Regions from separate parts of the Mus musculus genome. Here regions 1, 2, 3, 5, 6 and 7 are each linked to region 4. Evidence: chromatin contacts called from public Hi-C, HiChIP or PLAC-seq and promoter capture Hi-C data. All regions are on one chromosome and are shown on one strand. The core of a region is the stretch at or near the end of the contact, and the rest is flanking DNA. Distances in the headings are between cores, read along the strand shown. Region 1 overlaps Chd2 (chromodomain helicase DNA binding protein 2). Region 2 has its middle 37 kb from the start of Gm26176. Region 3 has its middle 9.8 kb from the start of Gm30149. Region 4 holds the start of St8sia2 (ST8 alpha-N-acetyl-neuraminide alpha-2,8-sialyltransferase 2). Region 5 overlaps Slco3a1 (solute carrier organic anion transporter family, member 3a1). Region 6 holds the start of Chaserr (CHD2 adjacent suppressive regulatory RNA). Region 7 overlaps Slco3a1 (solute carrier organic anion transporter family, member 3a1).

Region 1 (2,700 bases), core at 85-2,584, 500 kb after region 4:
TTTTGGTGAAAAAGAATTATGTGATTGTGTGACTTCATCAGAAGGTGTCTGAACTTTTCTGGGGGTGGGAGGGAGGTGGACATAGGATATCATGTAGTCTACGTGGTCAGGATGACTCTGAACCACTCCTTCCCGTGCCTGCTGTTGGGATAAGAGGCTTGTGTTAGCCGGGCGTGGTGACACATGCCTTTTATCCCAGCACTTGGGAGGCAGGTGGATTTCTGAGTTCGAGGCCAGCCTGGTCCACAAAGTGAGTTTCAGGACAGCCAGGGCTATACAGAGAAAGTCTGACTCAAAAAAAAAAAAAAAAAAAAAAAAAAAGGCATGTGTTATCTTTTTTTGTGGTGTTGGGTTTGAGCATTGCTGATAAATAAGTACGTCATCAGCTTAGGTACTTCCCAGCCCACCACATAGGAACTTGTAAGATTTTATTTGAGGGCTGGTGAGATGGCTCAGTGGGTAAGAGCACCTGACTGCTCTTCCAAAGGTCCAGAGTTCAAATCCCAGCAACCACATGGTGGCTCACAACCATCTGTAATGAGATCTGACTCCCTCTTCTGGAGTGTCAGAAGACAACTGCAGTATTCTTACATGTAATAAATAAATCTTTAATAAATAAATAAATATAAAGATTTTATTTGAGAGATGTGTGTGAACAAAATACTTTGCTTTCACTTTAAAAAAAATAACATCTGAATAAAGTTTTGTTGTCTTTTAAATTTAAGCTACAGTCTAAAATGCAATTTTGTATTCATATTACTTTTCATATTATAGATGATATTAAATTGTAGGCAGTAGTGAAAAATTTCAGAGTATATGAAGTTAAAAGTCAGCCACTTGGAGCTCTTAAGGCAGAGGAGTTGTTTTAGTGTTCAGCAGAGTTGCTGCACAATGGTATTTGGCATTTATGTGGCATCAGATGGCTGATGGCTAGGAGTAGGGAAATTTACATTAGAGTTTGTTTGTTTACTTACTTATTGATGTGAGACAGGATCTCTCTATAAATCCATGACTGGCCTGCAACACTGTGTAGCCCAGGCACCTCAAACTCACAGCTGCCTCTGTCTTTATAGTATTGTGATTAAACACATGTGCCAAGATACCTGGCTTTGTGTGTGTGTATGTCTTACTTTGTAGCCCTGGCTGTCCTGGAACTATGTAGATCAGGCTGCCCTAAACTCATAGAGATCCCCATGCCTCAGCTGCCCAGGTACTGGGACTAAATGGCATATGCCACTACACCCTTGGCTTGTTTTTATTTACTGCCTACAGGCAGTTGTATGGAACTATGAGTAGCTTGGAGTCCTCACAGTCAGTAAAGGCGTCACAAGTTTTCTGCTGAGTCATACACAGAGTTTCTCCTCTGTAGCTGGGTGTGGGCAGAAAGGCTGGAGCACAAGCCTCCTTCTCTCCTTTCCCAGGTTGGCCCCCTGTGTGGTGAGCAGCTAGTTATCTGCCTCTTTCACTGTACTCCTAACTCCTGCCTGGGTATTTGGGATAATTCTAAAGTCATTATTTTGGGAATACATTGAATTACAGAATTACATTGGGTTCTAGTTCTGAAATGCCTATTCTTGGGCCACTTGTAACTTTTAAAAGTTGTTTTCTGTATCTGATTTTTGTTTGTTTGTTTGTTTGTTTGGTAGGTTGTTTTTTATTGTTTAATATTCTCTCCTTTGCTTAGTAATACTGTGGGGGTCTTGTTTGTTTTTTGGTTGATCTTTTATGAATTTTTGCTTTTTTACCCCATTTTCTACTTGTTTTTTCCCTAGTTAGGATTTCAGTCTTTAGCTCTGGCTGTCTTGGAATTCACTGTGTAGACTAGGCTGTCTGACTTTGAAAGCACACTGATGTGCCTGTCGATGCCTCCTAAGCACTGGGATTAAAGGCATGCTGCACCGTGCGTGCCTGGCGAGGCATGGGCAATGTAGTCATTATATTCAGACTTTGAAGAGAAACAGCGGGACCTGTTTCCAGTGCTGTCCTAGACTTGGAAATGCCTCCTGTTGTGGGAGTCATGCTCTCTCCCTGCCCTGCCCATTATACCTGGATGCTTTGTGATTGATTTCCTATTACAGTTTCAGAGAGAAATAGCCACATGGCTTAGAATGTTTACTGGCTGGCTCCCTAGAGAAAACACCCTTCCTTCCCTGTAAACATTCACTGGCTGTGCTGGCTTCTTGTCCTCTGCATATACATTGCTCTGAATTTCTGAATGTTTTCATGACATTTACTTCAGTTTCTGTTGTGTTGTGTTGTTTTGTTTTGTTTTGTTTTTCGAGACAGGGTTTCTCTGTATAGCCCTGGCTGTCCTGGAACTCACTTTGTAGACCAGGCTGGCCTTGAACTCAGAAATTTACCTGCCTCTGCCTCTTGAGTGCTGGGACTAAAGGCGTGCGCCACCATGCCGGGCTAGTGTCTGTTTTTAATAAGAGCCATAATCCTGCTTTTGCTTTTCTAACATCTCTTCCACATGTTTAAACATGATTAAACATCTTCACACCAGTGTGCCACAGTCCATTCAGATTCCTTTTGCTCTTCTGTGATTTTTATCTAAAAAGCACAGAGCATTTGTAAGCATAATAATCTCTGGGGAAGAGAGTAGAAAAACTAAACTCCTCAGCTGGACCCTCCTGTAGAGTTACATTTTCAAATCCTTGGTGAGAGGCAGAGTGCTAACTGCTGCTAGTGGGCTAGGAC
Region 2 (2,700 bases), core at 80-2,579, 330 kb after region 4:
CTGCATTTGGAGATATGTATTTTTGAGATATAAAATAAAATAAAATTTGTAAATATATTTTTTAAAAACCCATTTCATTGTCTTGCTGTTCCTGCTGCCTACAGTTTGCAGATATAGAACCCTCAGCTACTTCTCCAGGACAAGGTCTGCCTGCATCCCACCGTTCTGCCCATCAAGATGGCAATGGACTAAACCTCTGAAACTGTAAGTAAGCCCCAGTTAAACGCTTTATTTTATAACAGTTGCTGTGATCAGAGTGTCTCTTCACAGCAATAAAACACTGACTTAGACGAGGGAGAAGAACCACCCGTCCCTGTAGGCATAAGAATAAGTAAGTGTGTTGTGGATAGCCCTGGTGCGGTTTGTATTTTATGCTAATTCAGCTTCCCCCACAAAAGGGGCTGCCTGGGCCAAGAGTGAATCAGGACTTCATGTGACCCTTCTAATGAATACAAAAACCAATCACTTGGTGAGTAGGCAAGACTTCCGGGTTGGACCGAGGAACGACAGAAGGGGAGTGTGGGCTGGAGGATGGGAGCGTGAAGGTAAAAATACAGGTAGTGGAGACCCCCGATTAAGGTGGCGGATCTGTTTGGATCCGCTACCAGAGGACTTAACTTAGAATGGCTTATAATTAGGATGTTCGTTGTTGTGCCCTGTGATTGAGTTACCACTGATTCTGAACTAAGTTTGTGTGGTTTCCTTCACACAGCATCTCAACTGGGTTCAAGAGAGACAGGTACAGCAGCAAAGCATTGGTTTGCAAAAAGTGCACCCCCAAAGGCCATGGGAATTTGGAAGCATGGGACTAGCATGGTAGTGACCCGCCAGTGGGAACCTAGTGAGTCGGGTGGTGAGATTTCAGAGCTCCGGATCAGAGAGTTGGCCAAAGATGAGAACAAGGCCCACCGGAGCCTTGCCGGAGGTATCGTGCTTGGTGGTTTTTAATATTTCATGCTACATAAATGCAGTGAAGAAGTACACCAGCTTAGGAAAGCAGCCGTGTCTCCTCTCGGTTCCATGGCCTCCCCAGCTGTGGGTATTTGGCTAAATTTACAGCACCAGGCATGAATTCCCTCCGACTGAGCGAGTGAAATTAGACAGCTGTCAGTTACTAAGGTACAAGATAATGCTGTACACCTCTGGGGACACCTGGCCATGCTGGTCACTGTGGTTCTGGGAGTCACAGCTGGGTGGCTGCTTTTCTACTCTTAGCAGTTTATATATAATGCCTTCTGGCACTGAGACCAAGTCCTTAGGGAAGAGGCCTCCGGGTCAGATCCAGCTCGATTCTTCCAGGTCCCTTGTCCAAAGCATGTGTTGTCTTCCACAATAGGGGCTTTCCTTTACATTCTGGGAGGTAACCAAGGGCAACGGTAATGTCTTTTTTAATCCACTGTCATAGTACATCAAAAGTCCTATTGTCTGTGCATACATTCCTGCCTTGGATTGCCGGATGTGCAAAAGCAAGACTTCCCAAGAATCCATCGCTGCAATCTAATCTCCCTGAAGCTCAGGCAGAAGCGACCGATAATAAGGCTTCACAGCATCCAAATCCAAGTCTAAAGAGACTGTTTCCAACCAAGCACAGCAGGAGACTGGAAACCCAAGCAAACAGCAGCAGGCTTGCAGCAAACATGACTAATAAGACTTGGCTTACAAGGAGTGCTGATATTATCCATTTTGTTCCATTTCATTTGTAAAATCTAGTTGTACCTATTAAATGGATTTGACTATTGGACTCTGTTCAATCGTTCGTAAAACACTATTTGCCCTAGCCTTAGCAGTTAAAAGTCCCCAGTGATGTGCAGTGATTACTCACAAGTTAAGAACGCACTTCCTATTCTCCAAAAAACCTGATTTCGGTTCCCAGTACCCACATAGGATACATACCCTGTACCTCCAGATCCAGGGATCTGACACATTTCTCTAGCCTCCTGGGATAGTCCCACACACACGACATACATTCACACACACACACACACACACACACACACGCACACACACACACCTGAGTGGGTAAAAGGGTAGGAAAGATCTAGAAGGAGTTGAAGAAGGGGAATAAATATTATCAAAACATACTGTATAAAAAATGTTCACAATTTTTAAATAAAAATACAAATAATTGGCATCTGAAAAGATAACAGGTTGGGAGAGGAGGGAAGAAAGACCTAGACGGCTGAGTGGGACCCCTGCCCTTCTGCTATCGTGCTGACCAGTGAGTGACAAGTCATTTAGCCTCACTGTGCCTCATTTTCCATTTTAAGTGAAGTCTGCCTGCCCCACCTAATTCATGCGCCTATTTGTCGGATCGTCAGACAAAGGGTGAGAGGGGCATTTGGAAAATATTAAAAATACCATTCAATTACAATGACCAGGTACCATCGGAGAAGAAAGACAGGCAGGAAAGTCAGCTAGTCTCCATATGTAAACTCCTCAAGGGTCACCTCCTTACTTGTGGAGCAGATAGAGCCCAGGTAGGGACAGAAAACAACAGCTGGAGTCCCGGCTCCATCTTCTCAGCCCTAAGACTCAGCGACTGACTGAGCAGAAAACAATAAATAAATCAAGCAATCTCAACGGGAGATAAGGAGATAGCGCCCTTGGAATCAGTGAGGTCGGCATTACCTTTTTATTTTTCCTGTGTTCCAGGCTGGCCTTGACCCCTGTGCATCTGACGATTCTGCTTATGCTCCCCTC
Region 3 (2,700 bases), core at 39-2,538, 400 kb after region 4:
TGGTTTTTCAAGACAGGGTTTCTCTGTATAGCCCTGGCTGTCCTGGAACTCACTCTGTAGACCAGGCTGGCCTCAAACTCAGAAATCCGCCTGCCTCTGCCTCCCAAGTGCTGGGATTAAAGGCATGCGCCACCACCGCCCAGCTTTTCGAGACAGGGTTTCTCTGTGTAGCCTGGGCTGTCCTGGAACTCACTTTGTAGACCATGCTGGCCTGGAACTCAGAAATCCGCCTGCCTCTGCCTCCTGAGAGCTGGGATTAAAGGCGTGCGCCACCACGCCCGGCTAAAGTAGATTTTTATATTATAGTCAACAGAATGCAGGGAATCTGGAGCCATTTGGATTGGATTCTAGTTTTAACTCTAACACCGTTCTGAATATAACTCCTTATTTTCTTTGGAATAAATGCTGAAATAGTTCAAGTTGGAAAGTTACACTTACCCAAAAAAAAAAAACAAAAACAAAAACAAAAACAAAACAAACCTTTCCCGTCCGCCCTGGCAACCTACCTCCTTTATTGGAGGTGAACCATGTTGAAACTTGGTTGCCTTTGCTTCGTTTTTATGTATATACCGTACAAGCGAATGCGTGTACAATTTGGATTGTTTCAAAAACTCTAGCACGGTCCATGGAAATGGGAACCAGCTTCCTCTCTGACAAAGCAGTGAGCCAGGGAGAGTACAAGGCGAAAAGTACATGAATTGCCCATATTAAAGTCTGGCTCGGGCGTTAGCACCCCCACCCCAAGGCATCGTCATTATTAGAAGGGCTGCCAGGTACATAAAGGGTCTTCAGTAAGTCTCAAAATGCCCTTGGAGCGTGTTAAACGTCTGTCAGGTCTCCTTCACTCCAAAGCTTTCAGTTTAGGTGAGTGTGGGGAGACCTCCAAGGAGGTCCCTGAAGATGCTGACCAAGAGAACCTCACAGTAAAGCATCCGCTGCCCTAGATTCCGATGCAGGCTCCTCGTCCCGCGCCTTAGTGGTCTGTGACCCCGGGTGTGACCACTGTGATCCTGGGAGCCACCTAGGATGTCTAAGTAAGAGACCGCACGGGCCCCGCCCACAGCACACACCCGAGAAATGCTAGTCTGGAATGAAACGCTAACGAGAAATCCACATAGAAAGCAGAATACCCAGGACAGGCTGCGGTGGGCAGACGGGCGGCACGAGTAAAGTTTTTACACCAAGCGCCCGTCTCTGCCGCAGCGACCTTCTGATCACTCCGGAAGAGAGGCGTTCCCACGCCTGACGCGGGTCATCCTCCCCCTCGCAACCCGCGCACCCTCGGGATGGCGGCGGATGACGACGGCGGCGGCAGAGTGTGGACGTGCCTCGCGCCGCGCAGCAAATGGCGGAGGAGGCAAGGCGTGGCCCGCTGCGCCGCGTCCGGCCACCAGGGGGCAGCCGCGCGTCTGAGTCCCGCAACCGGCTGGAACCGGTCTGGCCGGAAGTTGGGCTGGGGCCTTCTCTTCCGCAGCCGCGCGCCACGTGGCCGGGATGGGGTGGGGTGGGGTGGGGATGGGGCGAGGAGGAGGAGGAGGAGGAATGCACGAAAACAACAAGATGGCGCCGCGGGGGATGGGCGCCTTGCCTGCGCCCTCGGAACCCGGAGCGTCCCGAAGGGCGGAGTGGAAGGGCCGGTCGGGGCCCAGCCTGCGGGGCGTAGCCGGCTTCCGCCAGCTTGGGAGGCCGCTTGGACAGGCCCAGGGTGCGGTCGCCAGCGCGCCCATCACGAGACCCCTGGCCGGGATCCAGGACTCCCTTTGGGCCTTCGCGGCGCCTTTCCTTAATTTGCTTTGTCCGCTTTGCATTTGTCCTCTGAGCGTTGTCGACCTCCTAGGGGAGCGATTAGATCAGGGCGAGGCCAACAGCGAGCAAGAGCAGGAAAAATGCTGACCGTGGACCCCGCCGGGGTCAGCAATGGTAGAGATGGAACCTGCTGGGAGGTGGACCACACCCCACCCCTATCCACCCCGGGGCGCTTCGGGACCTCCTCACTGTAGGGGCGGCCAGTGTGGCAGAATCCAAGCTTGTCTGTTTGGCTTTTGTGAAAAAAAGCAAAAAAAAAAAAAAAAAAAAGAAAAGAAAGAAAGGGAAATCTGGTTTTGTATGTATTAAAACGTAGGAAATTAGGCATAATTGTCTAGTATCCTGGAATTGCTGCGAAAGCCTGAAGCCTCCCCTTCCTGCCCAAATCCGTGTAACTCTACTTGCCCCACCCCGTAGACATTCCTGACCGGTGGAATTTATTTTAGATGGGCCTGAGGATCGCAGATGTGAGGTTTTGTTGGGTTTTATATCTTTTTAAATAAGTTAACACACGTTACTCTGAATGTGATGGTATATTTAGAATAAGACATTTGTCGCCTTGGGATTTGAAAGCCTTTTAGAATAGGTTTCAAATTCTTTCCCATATTTGCGATTTATGAGGCCTTTGGCCTATCTCAAAATAATAAGACCCCTCCCCTCTAAATAGCACCTGGCTCCCAAGGACCTTAGAAGTTTAATTAATAAATATTTTGGATAAAATGCGGAACTATTACGGTGTTAGTTGGGAGGGAGGGAGGAGAGTAGCTTAAGACAAATCTCCAAGCTCGTGATCAAAACAGCATCGATATTAAGTGGTAAACTACAAGTGAGACAGTGACATCAATGACTGGGGGGTGGGCGGAGCCCAAGCTTAAATGTGCATTTTTGACGAAG
Region 4 (2,700 bases), core at 129-2,628:
TGTCAGCAGGCAGGGCATAGAGGCTCTCCCTGCAGGTGAGAGCTTGTCCTGAATCACACCACTACCACCAGTACCACCACCAACAACAACAACAATAAAAATAAAAACAGCAACAAAACCCAGCAGGCCTCCTGCAGAGACCACTCCCTTTAGCCTGTTCCTCAATGAAGAAGTGTGGGGAGCTCCCTAGACCTTCACACCTTGGCCTGGGAGAGACACGGGAACTACACTAAGGGAACTACTAGCTCCTCCTTGGAGTTGTTCTGGAGGACAACCGACTGGGCATCTCTGTTTATCTACAGGTGCTTCCCAAACAGTAGGGCACTGCATTGACATTCTCAACGCCTCTGACAAGCAACCTCTAGGACCCTTCACTAACCAAAGGACGATCTGGCTTCTTCTGAAAAGTTACATCCAGTGTGTGTGTGTGTTGTAATCTAGTTCTAGTAAAACTTAATGAATGGGTTCTTCCCTCTTGACGCAGCAGGGCAAAAGGTAACGGTAAAGTGAGCTAAAAGGGTCTGAAGCAGGGAAATCGTTCGGTATGGGGTGGGGGGGAGGAGCATCTCCCTTTGTGGGAAGTGTATTTTTCTAGAAGGCCTTTTGATCATGATAGGACTCCAGGGGTTTATTGATTAGACCAGAAAAGAGCACGAGCTAAGGGGATGAAGCACGTACAGTACCAGCCACAATGTGGGTACTATGCCTGCTCTTGGAAGTAGAGCAGGTACTACGGGGATCCCTGGGTTCTAGCCATGACCTCAAACAACTCGAGAGTTCCATGCTCCCGGGCTTGGGTCTATAAATGGACAGAGATGACCGCCCATAGAGAAGGTGGTGTTGTGCAGGCTGAGCACCTCGCCCACCAATTGCCATGAACATCGCTGGTGAAGTTGGCCCCTCTTGCCCATTTCTTCTCCCCTCCTCTCTTCCACTTCCCCTTTCAATTCGTCAACTGCTGAAGCGTAGCCCAGAGGATACCGCCTCCTCGCAGCGCGCCGGAGACCGTCCCCAAGGTGCTAGTCTTTGTGTCGGGAAAACTTTGAGAGGAAGCGAGGGCGCTGGACAAAGAGCGAGCGACGCTAGGCGTTTGCCAAGCAGCCCCGGGTGCTCCGAGTTGTCTGGCTCAGCTCAGTCTCCGGGTCGCTTTCGATGGCCGGAGCCCAGCCTTCCTAGGCCGGGAGTGGCAAGCTCCCTGAGCCCTCTCGGGCAGGAAAAGCAAAGGCGGGTGGGTGGCCGCTAGAGTTAGTGGGAGGAGACCAGGCAAGGCGCGGAGCAAAGCTGTCAAACTGCGCCTGGAGCCCAGTGCGGGGCGGGGGGGAAAGGGGGGGGGGAGAAGGAGGGAGGGGAGGGGAGGGGCGGGCAGGAGCGGAGAGAGAGCGAGCGGGCTCGCCGCGCCAGAGCAACCCTTGTCTGTTGCTGCTGCTGTCGCCTTGGCCGCCGCCGGCCAGGACTCGCCCGGAGCGCAGGGTGTGTGCCCTGCTGCGCGTGGAGCGCGGAGGCTCCTTCAGCCCCAGCTCCTCGCCCCGGCCCGCGCGCGGGTCCCGGAGGGCACCGACCCCACCATGCAGCTGCAGTTCCGGAGCTGGATGCTGGCCGCGCTTACGCTGCTCGTGGTCTTCCTCATCTTCGCAGACATCTCAGAGATCGAAGAAGAAATCGGGTAAATAGCCTCCCTGAGCCCGTGCCCCATCCCCGGCGGGATCTCTTCTTCCCCTGGGCTCCTTACTCCCCATCCGCTTTGTGTGCGCCGCGCCCCCCTGTCGCTCAGCTGGAGGGATAGTGCCGGCGGTTTGGGCTGGGGGTGGCAGTGTCAGGGGCCCGGGACGCTTTAGGGAGTGGATGATGGGGGCGCGGCTGCCGAGGGGCGTCCCCGGGCGGGGTGCACGGGCAGCTGTAGCCGCGCGGCGTGGGGAAAGCGGACTCACCCACCCTGCTCCCTGTCCCCTAGTCCCTTCCCCCGGCGTGTGCGCGCGCGGTGTCGCCGGGGTCGAGGGAGGGCGCCGGGGAGTGTCTCGGGCGGGTAGAAGGACGGAGAGTGGAGGCAGGCAGGAGTTTCTTTGTCTCCGGCTCGGCCGTTTTCTCGCCTTGGCAAAGTGGGCAGGGGGCGCGCGGGGGATCTCTGAGCTGGGGGAGGGGAATCCCCTGGCGGGAGATGAGTGGGAAGGGCTCCGTACCGACTCCTGGGAAGGGGAATGTGCCCTGAACACACCGGTACGCACCCACGCCTCCCGCCGGCCAGCCCAGGATCCGGGCGTGGGGGGTAGCACCGCTAAAGGTGTGGCGCGCGGTGCTGGAGACCAGGGCTCTCCCCTGGCTTTGGGTGCTCTGACAACCCTGCGACGGCCCCAGGCAACCCCAGGTTGCTGAGCGCTCACAGCCGGCGCCAAGACCCGGGGAGGTTGTCGGAAAGTCTCCAACGCCGCCCGGTGGGCTTCGGGGTCCCCAGGAGCGCGCGATCTCAGCTTGTCCCTATCTCTTCAGAGGTAGGCGGGACCACACCTCCAGCTGTGCCTGGTTCGGGACTTCTTGGAATGAGCTGTCTAACTGAGCTGGGCTCATCAATCAGGGTGTCCCGTGGGCTGAAGCTGGCTCCCGATCCTACAGTCTTCTGCACGCGGAGCCCGACCCATGTCCGGAGCCTCCAAACCGTGGTGGAACATGTAGGAAGGCAGCAAGGCTCTGAGGTGGCCTTCAGTA
Region 5 (2,700 bases), core at 22-2,521, 320 kb before region 4:
TCTTCACACCCAAGAGACCTTTAACTGTGAAAAGCAGATCACCCTCTGTGTATTTTATGTTGTGTTCATTTTCCATATTTCTTAAGCTACATTTTCAAACACTGCAGAGTCAACAGTTCTGGGAGTATTTGTACAACACTTTAAAACAATATGGATTTAACAAAGGAAAGTTTCCTAACATTTAAACACAGATTTTAAAAGCAAACACTCCTAGGCATTTATTTGAAATGATACTTCTAAGAAGTCAGATTGCCATAAATGTTTAAAAGGCCTGTAAAGTATACAAACGGCGTGCCCATAAAGACCAGGAAACTCTAAGCACAGTGTACCAGGATGAAGTGCGAGGACCTGAGGCTGTTTGTGTACCATCTTTGTTCATAGCCTTTGTAAAGTTTTGACTTTAATTTTTTTGTGTGTGCTTTCAGTTAACCCTAAGGCTGCCTTCCTAGAGCCTCAGAAACACATGTTGAACAGCTGAAGCCGCCATCTCTGGTTATCATCTAAATCCCCTTGGACATCAGATCCATGGCTCAGCTCACAGTAATCCTGAGCTTCCAGTCCTTTGGTCCAGTCCGGTGCTGTAACTAAACCCTTCAATCCTCCTCTCTGGAGAATTTCACTTTGGAAACTTGATATCTTTCCCAGAGATGATAAATTTTAAGTTTTGTATATCTGCCAGTCCCCGGCCTATTGTTCTGTCATTTTGATGCATGGAGCTTGTCTGTTAGCGTTATTAAAAACTTATGTGTCTCCTATTATTATTTTATTCTAATTAGATGGGCCATTTGGAGGTTTCGTCTCCTAGGAGATGCAATTGTGCCTGTGTAATTAGCTCTCTTCTTTAGGACAGCTGGCTAATTCATCACCTTGGAGTGCAGGGTTAGGTTCTCAGCCCACCTGTTTATTTTATGTGGCCATAGGCACTTAGTGGGTTTTTCTAATACTTAATCTCTGTGTCTGATCTTTTCCATGTGCACAGAGAGAAACAAGTGCACCCTGTCACTATTCCTTATTTTTGTTAGTAATATGAGTATAGTTAAATCGGATCCTCTTTGTGAGACAGGATCTTATGTATCTCAGGCTGGCCCCCAAACACATTATATAGCTGAGGATAATCTTAAACTCCTGATTCTCCTGCTGCTCCTCCCAGGGCCTGGGATAACCAGTATGTGCCACACCTGTTTTGTGTAGACTTGGAGATCAAACCCAAAGCTCTGTGTATGCTAGGCCAGCCACTCTCCCCAATGAGCCAGATTCCCTTCCAGCCCCGAGTCTAGTCACAAGCACACCGCTTGGACAATGTTTTCAGTAACCTATATTTCGCCTCCATCTTTGCTCTTTATAGAAGATGATTTATGATTTACATAAGACTTGTCTTCAAATTACTTGAAATCAGTTTACTTGTCTTACGCCATGGCACTTGATGAATCAGCTATATTTGGTTAATTATTTTGTAAATACCACTGGCTTCCATCTGTGGAAGTTCTACATCCACAAACCTAACGAGCCGCTGATTGAAACGCAGTCCACAGAAAACTGCATCTGTACTGAAAAAGTACAAATCTCTCCCTTGTCATCATCTCCTTGCACAGTGTGCTCTAGCAACTACTTGGGTAACATGCACCTTGTAGTTGATGTAAGTAGCTTAGAGATGATCTAAGGTACATGGGTGTGAGTTATAGACAAGTAGTATACTGTTCTATATAATAGATGTGAGCATATATAGATTTTGGTGTCCAGCAGAGACATCAAAATAAAGGTGTAAGGACTAAGGGGTTGGTTCAGTGGGTAAAAGTGTTTGCCATGTAATTATAAGGACCTGAGTTTCAATCCCTAGAGCCTACATAAAAGCTGGATGAACAGGACATGTGTCTAACCTCATGGAGATGGGAGGCGGAGACAGAATTCCCAGCAGCTCTGCAGGCCAGCTAGCCTGCCGTGTGTGGTAGGAAAACAGTGAGGAGATGCCTGTCTCAAGGTCAAAGGCGAAGACTGACATCCAAGGCTGTCTCCTGACCTCCATACACATGCCTTGGCACACAAGCATCTATGCAACACACACACACACAATAATAATAATAATAATAATAATAATAATAATAACAATAACAATAATAATAAATCAAATAAAGGTGTCAATCCTGAAGAGACAGGGCTGTTCTAGAACCATCCAGGATATGTCACCACAGCACAACTGAGAAGAGCTGGTTGAAGACTATGTGACAAGGTTAAAGCACCAATATAAGAGGAAGTGTCTGTAGCCCAGGAAACCACACTGTAAGAAAAATAGAGCCCCATAAGCAAGATAAGAGTATGCAACCTCCACACACTACTATTGGGCCCATTCAAGATGTAACACGGTTCATAAGCTTCAGAATGTGTATGCCAAAAGCCAACTGTCCTGGATCCTTAAGTGCCTGTGGCTAGATGCCTGGGAGCCTCTTCCAGGCTAGGTTGAATAATGAAGAAAGGACACCTGGGGTGGGGGAGGGAACCTATGTGGTAAAAGTTTAAGAGAAGAGTATTACAGTAGACTAAGAAGATCTAACATGGATGCAGCTGAGAGAGGAACAGGCTGGGGATGAGGGGAGGAGAATAGGGCATCCTGGAGATATCCCAGCACCATGATGCAGGCCAAAAGCCCAATGGACAAACTATAATCCCAGACTCTTTGTTGTGGCTCTCCTTACTGTGGATATT
Region 6 (2,700 bases), core at 105-2,604, 460 kb after region 4:
TTAAGTGCTGTGACACTTAATGTGGACAGACAGACAGACACATACACACGCTCAAATTAACGTTAAAAAACATCAGGACAGCCAACACTATGTTAAAGAGACCTGATTCCACACCCCTCCAAAAGGGAACTAGAACGACTTTTGTGGTCCATGATCAAGTAATGTGATTTTTAACCCAGGAGCAAACTAAGTTTCAAGAGAATTTTAGAACTGTTCCTCTCATCTCAACAAGCAAGCCCCTTCTTAAAAGTGTTTTTCCCTCATGGAAACTAATAGCATATTTTCTTTTCCCCTAGCCCCTTGCCAAAAGAAACATTTCCACATTCCGCTTCTGTGCGAGAACAACTTCCTTAGATACTTGAGGACAGACGGTTCAGAGATTCATTTGTATTCTGCCTAAACTTGTTTCCAGGCAGAAGTGGGAAGAAGAAATGTAAAAGAGTGGAGTTTTTGAGAGGAAATGAAGCTTGTACTGTGTAATTCTCTGGGGGAAAGCTGGATAGACATGTTTAAACTACCACTTCAACAACGCTGCCCTAAAATGTGGGATCCAGCTAATCAGAATTAAGAGGCTGGTTTGTTAGGCCCTCAGGACTACTGGGCATGCTACTAGATTACCTCAAATAAGTGGTATATCAAGTCAGATATTAGGTTAGCGAATGTGCTGGTCATAACCTGCCTGTGGTCTGGTTCCTTAGGGGCAAAAAATCCTGAGGCTATGGCGCTTGCCCAAGAAGGAAGGTTCTGCAGTTTTTGCTTATCTTGTCAATCATGTCGTTTTCGCTCTATCACTTCCTCTTCCTTTGTGGACGAAAAAAATCTCAAGTCAGAAACAGGAAAGGTTAGCTTTTAATGGCTCGTCCGTACACAAACTACCTTCGAGGGTCCGCACTGCGGAGCAGAAAGTTACGTCTCTCCCCGCAAACCCAGAGTTTCACTATCTGCCAATCGCAGGTCAGGACTTCTCTCCTGAAACGCCCACGGGCTATGATTGGCATTAAATAAGCCCTATTGGTGCTGAGAACATGGAAGCGGTGGGTTCAGAACTGACCAATAGTATGCAGTTGGGGCGGGAGGAAGGTACGAACGAAGTGCGTGATGCCGCTCCGGGAAGCGAGGGCAGGAAGCTAGCCCAGCCAATGGCCGCCGCGGGCGGGTGTCGGCGCGCGTGCGCACTGGGGGTCCCGGAGCTGCAGGCGGGAGGTTGGGGGAGGGGAGCGAGCTGGAGCGCCGCGGAGCTCTAGCCGCCGCCGCAGCTCCCGCCGCAGCGAAGAGGCCATGTTGTGTGGTGTGTGGGGCGGGGGGAGGAGGAGGAGGGAGGAAAGCCGAGCGAGGAGACGGGAGAGACACCACACACGGCACAAGATGGCCGGAGAGGCAGCAGCAAGCCCAGCTGTCAGGCGGTCTGCCGCGGCCCGTGGGCTCGCCGCTGCGCTGGGAGCGCTACCCCGGCGTCCTGGAGGGCTCTGGGAGAGCGGGGAGGCCGCGGCTGGGGCGAGGCGGCCGCGCGCGATGTGGGAGCTCGCGGCCGGAGCGCCCGGGGAGGCCGGGCCCACGACGCCCGTGGCTCCGCTGCGGCAGCGGCGGTGCTGGTGTCGCGCGCGGCCGGGAGGCGGCTTCGCGCCGCGGGCGGGAGGCTGCGGCGGGCGACCCGTCCTGGACACGCGAGGAAGAGCGAGCCGATGGCGGCAGGGGCCGCGCTTCGACCCGGTGAGTAGCTCCCCTGCTCCCTTTATTGTCCTTTGTCCTTGGGAGGAAAAGCACGACGTCCTTGAGCGCGGGCGGGAGGGGCGGCGGGTGGCTGCCGGCTGGCTCTGCACACGCAGCCCCGGGCACTGCCGCGGAGGGCCGATGCCACGGGAGCACGGGGTCGGGCCACCGCGTTCCCGCTGCATACCCAGCCGGGCGCCGCGCTGCGGTCCGAGCCAGCGGGGAGAGGGCGGCGGCCGCGCCGTGGAACCCCTGCTTGCTCTGGTGAGTTACTTCGATACTTAGCGAGAAATAACAACAATCCTCCGTTGATGGGCTTTTAAAAATCTTTTCCAGTGAGGTGGGAACCCATCTTTGGGGTCGGATCTAAAAGAACAATGGAACCTCTCACTTCGCTTAAACCAAAATAAAACTTGTCTTTTTCCCCCCTTCTCCCTGTTGGGTGTTGGCTTTTAACTCTTTCTAAGCTGCTTTTGAGAACGGCTGTTAGTGTTCTAGATGCAAAGGTACCTTTCAGCTTGTTAAACGTCCGTGACGTTTGTTGTCTTTTAGAAAAGGCAAGTTACAGGAGTGCATCTAGTATTTCAAAAATGACGACGGCAACAAGGCAGTTTAAAGGAAGTAGATTTGATAATTATGGTGCAAGATGATGGCGTTTGATGAATACAGCTTATTTTTACCGAGAACTTTCGTTAAGACCATTTGACATCCTGATACTTGAACATAACCGTACTGTTTGATACTTTTTTAAATGAGTAGGTAAAGCCGTTATCAGCAACTTCTCACTTGAATGTTAAATCTAACTTGAGGCGGTTCCGACCCTTTACAAGTTAAAATTCATCTTGTTTAAAAGAGAGTGTATACTATTAGAAACCTTGGCCGTAAAAGTTAAGAAATATTCTAAAAGCAGAGCTCTTTAAGTTACTTAGTGTAAATCCTGAAGTAAGACTGCCATTGATGGGCGATGAAGAGGGGCCATATTTGTTGCAT
Region 7 (2,700 bases), core at 98-2,597, 290 kb before region 4:
GAGAGAAGCCCTGGTAAAGGCAGAGGCCAACCTGGCCACCTGTGTATCCTAAACCTGTCTTCTGCATTTCCTCTAGTGTCCTGCTGCATTGTGCAAGAAGTTTAAGAAAGTGTCCCAGGTTGTTCCTGTCTGACAGGTCCCATTGTCTCTGTAGGGCAGGTGTTGGTCAGGGCTCAGAGGGATCATGGGAAGAATAGAGGAACTGCTCATCTGGAGGATGAAGGGATGTGGTGTCTGTGGTAGGTCTCTTGGAAAAGCCAGGTAAAGTTTTTAGGTATAGCTTAAGTGGTGGTGGACAGGTGTCAGGCCTCAGCACCTGGAAATTGCCATAAACACCCAGGTATATAACAGGACTATTTACATAGATACCTACCCTGGCACACTATTTAGAAGATGTACAGCCAGAAGGTACCATCTATTCCAAACAACAATGCAGGAAAGCCCTAGTAGTTCCAGGGTTTGAGACACCACTGAAGCTATCTCATATGGAAAAAGACACCCCATGTCTGGAATATCCCATGATGGAAGAAAGGGAAAGCAGCGAGGAAGAGGAGAGAACCAAGTGCGAAGGGAGAAGGGCAGAAGAGAAGAAACACAGGCTTTATAGGGAGTCTGCCTGACCCCTCGGGAGAGTTTACCTGCTAGGCATGCGCTCAGAAAGCCAATCAGCTCTGGAAAGAAAAGCAATGAATCATTTATGATTGTTTTCGCTTTGTATTCATTAAAGGCCTCTGCACTATTATTATCGAGCCTTAATTGGCTTGGAACTCTGAACAGCCTCCTCCAGCCCCTGCTCCTCCCTCTGCGATCAGAAATTCCTGGAGCGAGCTGGCAAGCTTGCAGGAGAGCAGGAGAGCAAATTTTGCTTGGGAACGGGGGTTGCTGATGCAGAGCCTCTCAGAAGATCAAATGGAACGTGGTTGCTTTCCTTTCTCCTCTCTGATCATATATTAATAAATGTATCCCATCAGGGCTCTCGAGCTCCTCCCGGTAAGATCCTATCAGCTGCCAGAATCCCTTAGCTCCCCTTTGCTTCCTCAGCCACTGGACAAGTTTTCCAGGTTCCTTCTGTCATCAGGGTCTACCAGGCACAATGGCTTCACGCATGACAGCGTGTGTCCTTTGTTCTGGGTGCCATGCCAGGCACTGAACCAGCAACAGGATGTGGGGTTACCTGATTTACTTCTTTTAATACACTTCGGTGTAATTATAACTGCATAAAGGGAAGACAAATTGGCAAGTAATTACGATGTTAATTTGGCAATGTTTTATCATATTGTGGAAGCACAATTTCCTCTCTAATTGTATTGGGGGGGACACATTTATCTACACTGCAGCTTATTGAAGGTTTCTTGAGAATGGAAATGAAATACACAGGAGACAGGAAATCCAGCTCTCCTCCCCATAAATATTACTTTATTTGCATGTGTTTTTGCAGCCTCCTTTAAAAAAAAAATGCTAACTCGTTTATTCAGGCCCAATTAATGGAATGCCACAGAATGTATAATTAGGTTGTGACAGGCTAGCTGATGGATTGCCTCGGGTGTGGAAACCAGAGACACCCCCAGTTTAAATGGCTGAACCTTCCCTTTCAGAACCTCACAGGCTGTGCGTGCCTCACCACTGTCCCCCCTGAGAATGCCAGCGTGGTTCCAGGAAAATGTCCCAGTCCTGGGTGCCAAGAGGCCTTCCTCACCTTCCTCTGTGTGATGTGTGTGTGCAGCTTGATCGGGGCCATGGCCCAAACCCCTTCTGTCATCATCCTCATCAGGTAAGCTGTCCCTCCACCCCCAAGTCCCTGAGAGTCAGCTTGGCCTATGCCTTTCCACCTGGCACATTTTGGCAGGGCTCCCCAGCATCGGAGCTGTGTGAGTCTTGCAAGCAAGGTGAGAGGGGGCTGCAGACAGGAACACAGCAGCTGTAGGCTAAGAGGAAACAATCACAAGCCTTCCACCAATTGGGGCTTCTTCATGGTACACCAGGACAGTAGTAGAAGGGCACTTCCATAGTCTCCCAGGAATAACCAATGAGGCAACTTTGAGAAGTCTTCTATACTGATCTTTTTGGTAAGATTGTTGGTAAAATAAGATGAAAACAGTGGGCTGGGGAGATAGCCCAGCTGGTACTCCTGTCTCACAAGCATGGGACTGAGGTCCTTCCCTGTAACTCATATCAAACCTGGACGTAGTAGATCTTGCTTATAATCGTTATGGTAGTGAGATTAGAGATAGGCAGATCCCTGGAAGCTTGCAAAATTGTTAGTCTAGCCTATTCAGGGAAGTTTTAGGCCAGTGGGAGACTCTGTCTCAAAGCCAAAGGTGGAATGGAACAACGTTCAAGGTTGTCCTCTGACACACACACACGCATACGCTCACACACACACACACACACACACACACACACAAACACACTAAAATGGCATTAGATGAGCCAAGTTCTTATTTTTTTTTAATTTATTAGGTATTTTCTTCATTTACATTTCCAATGCTATCCCAACAGTCCCCTATACCCTCCCCACTCCACTCCCCTACTCACCCACTCCCACTTCTTGGCCCTGGCGTTCCCCTGTACTGAGGCATATAAAGTTTGCAAGACCAATGGGCCTCTCTTTCTAATGATATGTACTCACTGATAAGTGGATATTAGCCCAGAAACTTAGAATACCCAAGATACAAGATACAATTTGCAAAACACATGAAA

What was found. Promoter capture Hi-C pulls out the DNA fragments that hold promoters and counts their contacts. A called contact is a pair of places that touch in the nucleus more often than the background predicts. HiChIP or PLAC-seq counts read pairs in DNA pulled down with a chosen protein or histone mark.
Region 1: a Hi-C map of embryonic stem cells shows a contact between it and region 4, with 9 times the contacts expected there. The contact joins the enhancer-like site here to the promoter of St8sia2 in region 4. A contact is called at or near these places in 3 of 484 Hi-C or Micro-C datasets (embryonic stem cells, neural progenitor cells and palatal mesenchyme) and 2 of 115 datasets of contacts at active chromatin or transcription factors (astrocytes and forebrain).
Region 2: an H3K4me3 HiChIP or PLAC-seq map of embryonic hindbrain shows a contact between it and region 4, with 5 times the contacts expected there. The contact joins the enhancer-like site here to the promoter of St8sia2 in region 4. A contact is called at or near these places in 10 of 115 datasets of contacts at active chromatin or transcription factors (craniofacial prominence, embryonic forebrain, embryonic hindbrain and 5 more) and 1 of 9 other capture datasets (embryonic stem cells).
Region 3: a contact with region 4 is called in an H3K4me3 HiChIP or PLAC-seq map of embryonic forebrain, with 2.7 times the contacts expected there. The contact joins the enhancer-like site here to the promoter of St8sia2 in region 4. A contact is called at or near these places in 6 of 115 datasets of contacts at active chromatin or transcription factors (differentiating embryonic stem cells, embryonic forebrain, embryonic hindbrain and 3 more).
Region 5: a contact with region 4 is called in an H3K4me3 HiChIP or PLAC-seq map of embryonic limb bud, with 5 times the contacts expected there. The contact joins the enhancer-like site here to the promoter of St8sia2 in region 4. A contact is called at or near these places in 3 of 39 promoter capture datasets (cranial neural crest, neural stem cells and second pharyngeal arch cranial neural crest), 1 of 484 Hi-C or Micro-C datasets (cortical neurons), 13 of 115 datasets of contacts at active chromatin or transcription factors (craniofacial prominence, embryonic basal ganglia, embryonic forebrain and 7 more) and 2 of 9 other capture datasets (liver and pancreatic islet).
Region 6: a contact with region 4 is called in a promoter capture Hi-C map of embryonic stem cells, with 2.3 times the contacts expected there. The contact joins the promoter of Chaserr here to the promoter of St8sia2 in region 4. A contact is called at or near these places in 2 of 39 promoter capture datasets (both in embryonic stem cells), 9 of 484 Hi-C or Micro-C datasets (all in embryonic stem cells) and 2 of 115 datasets of contacts at active chromatin or transcription factors (both in embryonic stem cells).
Region 7: a contact with region 4 is called in an H3K4me3 HiChIP or PLAC-seq map of embryonic forebrain, with 6 times the contacts expected there. The contact joins the enhancer-like site here to the promoter of St8sia2 in region 4. A contact is called at or near these places in 3 of 39 promoter capture datasets (cranial neural crest, frontonasal cranial neural crest and neural stem cells), 9 of 115 datasets of contacts at active chromatin or transcription factors (embryonic basal ganglia, embryonic forebrain, embryonic hindbrain and 6 more) and 3 of 9 other capture datasets (embryonic stem cells, liver and pancreatic islet).

What each region holds. Positions count from the first base shown.
Region 1 is chr7:73,516,240-73,518,939 of GRCm38.p6, reverse strand. All of the region lies in intron 3 of Chd2 (chromodomain helicase DNA binding protein 2), which reads left to right. Among named protein-coding and RNA genes, the nearest start is that of Chd2, 24 kb to the left of the region's middle. Within about 2 kb of position 1,334, at least 150 of the 459 cell types and tissues checked have an H3K27ac peak or open chromatin away from gene starts, as enhancers often do. A contact at or near this core is called in astrocytes and embryonic stem cells, where this site is marked.
Region 2 is chr7:73,681,805-73,684,504 of GRCm38.p6, reverse strand. No RefSeq gene overlaps it. Among named protein-coding and RNA genes, the nearest start is that of Gm26176, 37 kb to the right of the region's middle. Within about 2 kb of position 1,329, at least 3 of the 459 cell types and tissues checked have an H3K27ac peak or open chromatin away from gene starts, as enhancers often do.
Region 3 is chr7:73,617,214-73,619,913 of GRCm38.p6, reverse strand. No RefSeq gene overlaps it. Among named protein-coding and RNA genes, the nearest start is that of Gm30149, 9.8 kb to the right of the region's middle. Within about 2 kb of position 1,288, at least 332 of the 459 cell types and tissues checked have an H3K27ac peak or open chromatin away from gene starts, as enhancers often do. A contact at or near this core is called in differentiating embryonic stem cells, embryonic forebrain, embryonic stem cells and 2 more, where this site is marked.
Region 4 is chr7:74,012,360-74,015,059 of GRCm38.p6, reverse strand. St8sia2 (ST8 alpha-N-acetyl-neuraminide alpha-2,8-sialyltransferase 2) reads left to right here and starts at 1,378. Exons shown (of 6, transcript NM_009181.2): 1 at 1,378-1,663. The coding sequence starts at 1,566.
Region 5 is chr7:74,328,777-74,331,476 of GRCm38.p6, reverse strand. The region is part of intron 4 of Slco3a1 (solute carrier organic anion transporter family, member 3a1); the gene reads left to right. Among named protein-coding and RNA genes, the nearest start is that of Slco3a1, 220 kb to the left of the region's middle. Within about 2 kb of position 1,271, at least 33 of the 459 cell types and tissues checked have an H3K27ac peak or open chromatin away from gene starts, as enhancers often do. A contact at or near this core is called in craniofacial prominence, embryonic limb bud and second pharyngeal arch cranial neural crest, where this site is marked.
Region 6 is chr7:73,557,049-73,559,748 of GRCm38.p6, reverse strand. Chaserr (CHD2 adjacent suppressive regulatory RNA) reads left to right here and starts at 1,354. Exons shown (of 5, transcript NR_037569.1): 1 at 1,354-1,710. RefSeq lists a cis regulatory region at 783-1,872.
Region 7 is chr7:74,302,193-74,304,892 of GRCm38.p6, reverse strand. It overlaps Slco3a1 (solute carrier organic anion transporter family, member 3a1), which reads left to right. Exons shown (of 10, transcript NM_023908.2): 8 at 1,596-1,771. Among named protein-coding and RNA genes, the nearest start is that of Slco3a1, 250 kb to the left of the region's middle. Within about 2 kb of position 1,347, at least 31 of the 459 cell types and tissues checked have an H3K27ac peak or open chromatin away from gene starts, as enhancers often do. A contact at or near this core is called in embryonic basal ganglia, embryonic forebrain and forebrain, where this site is marked.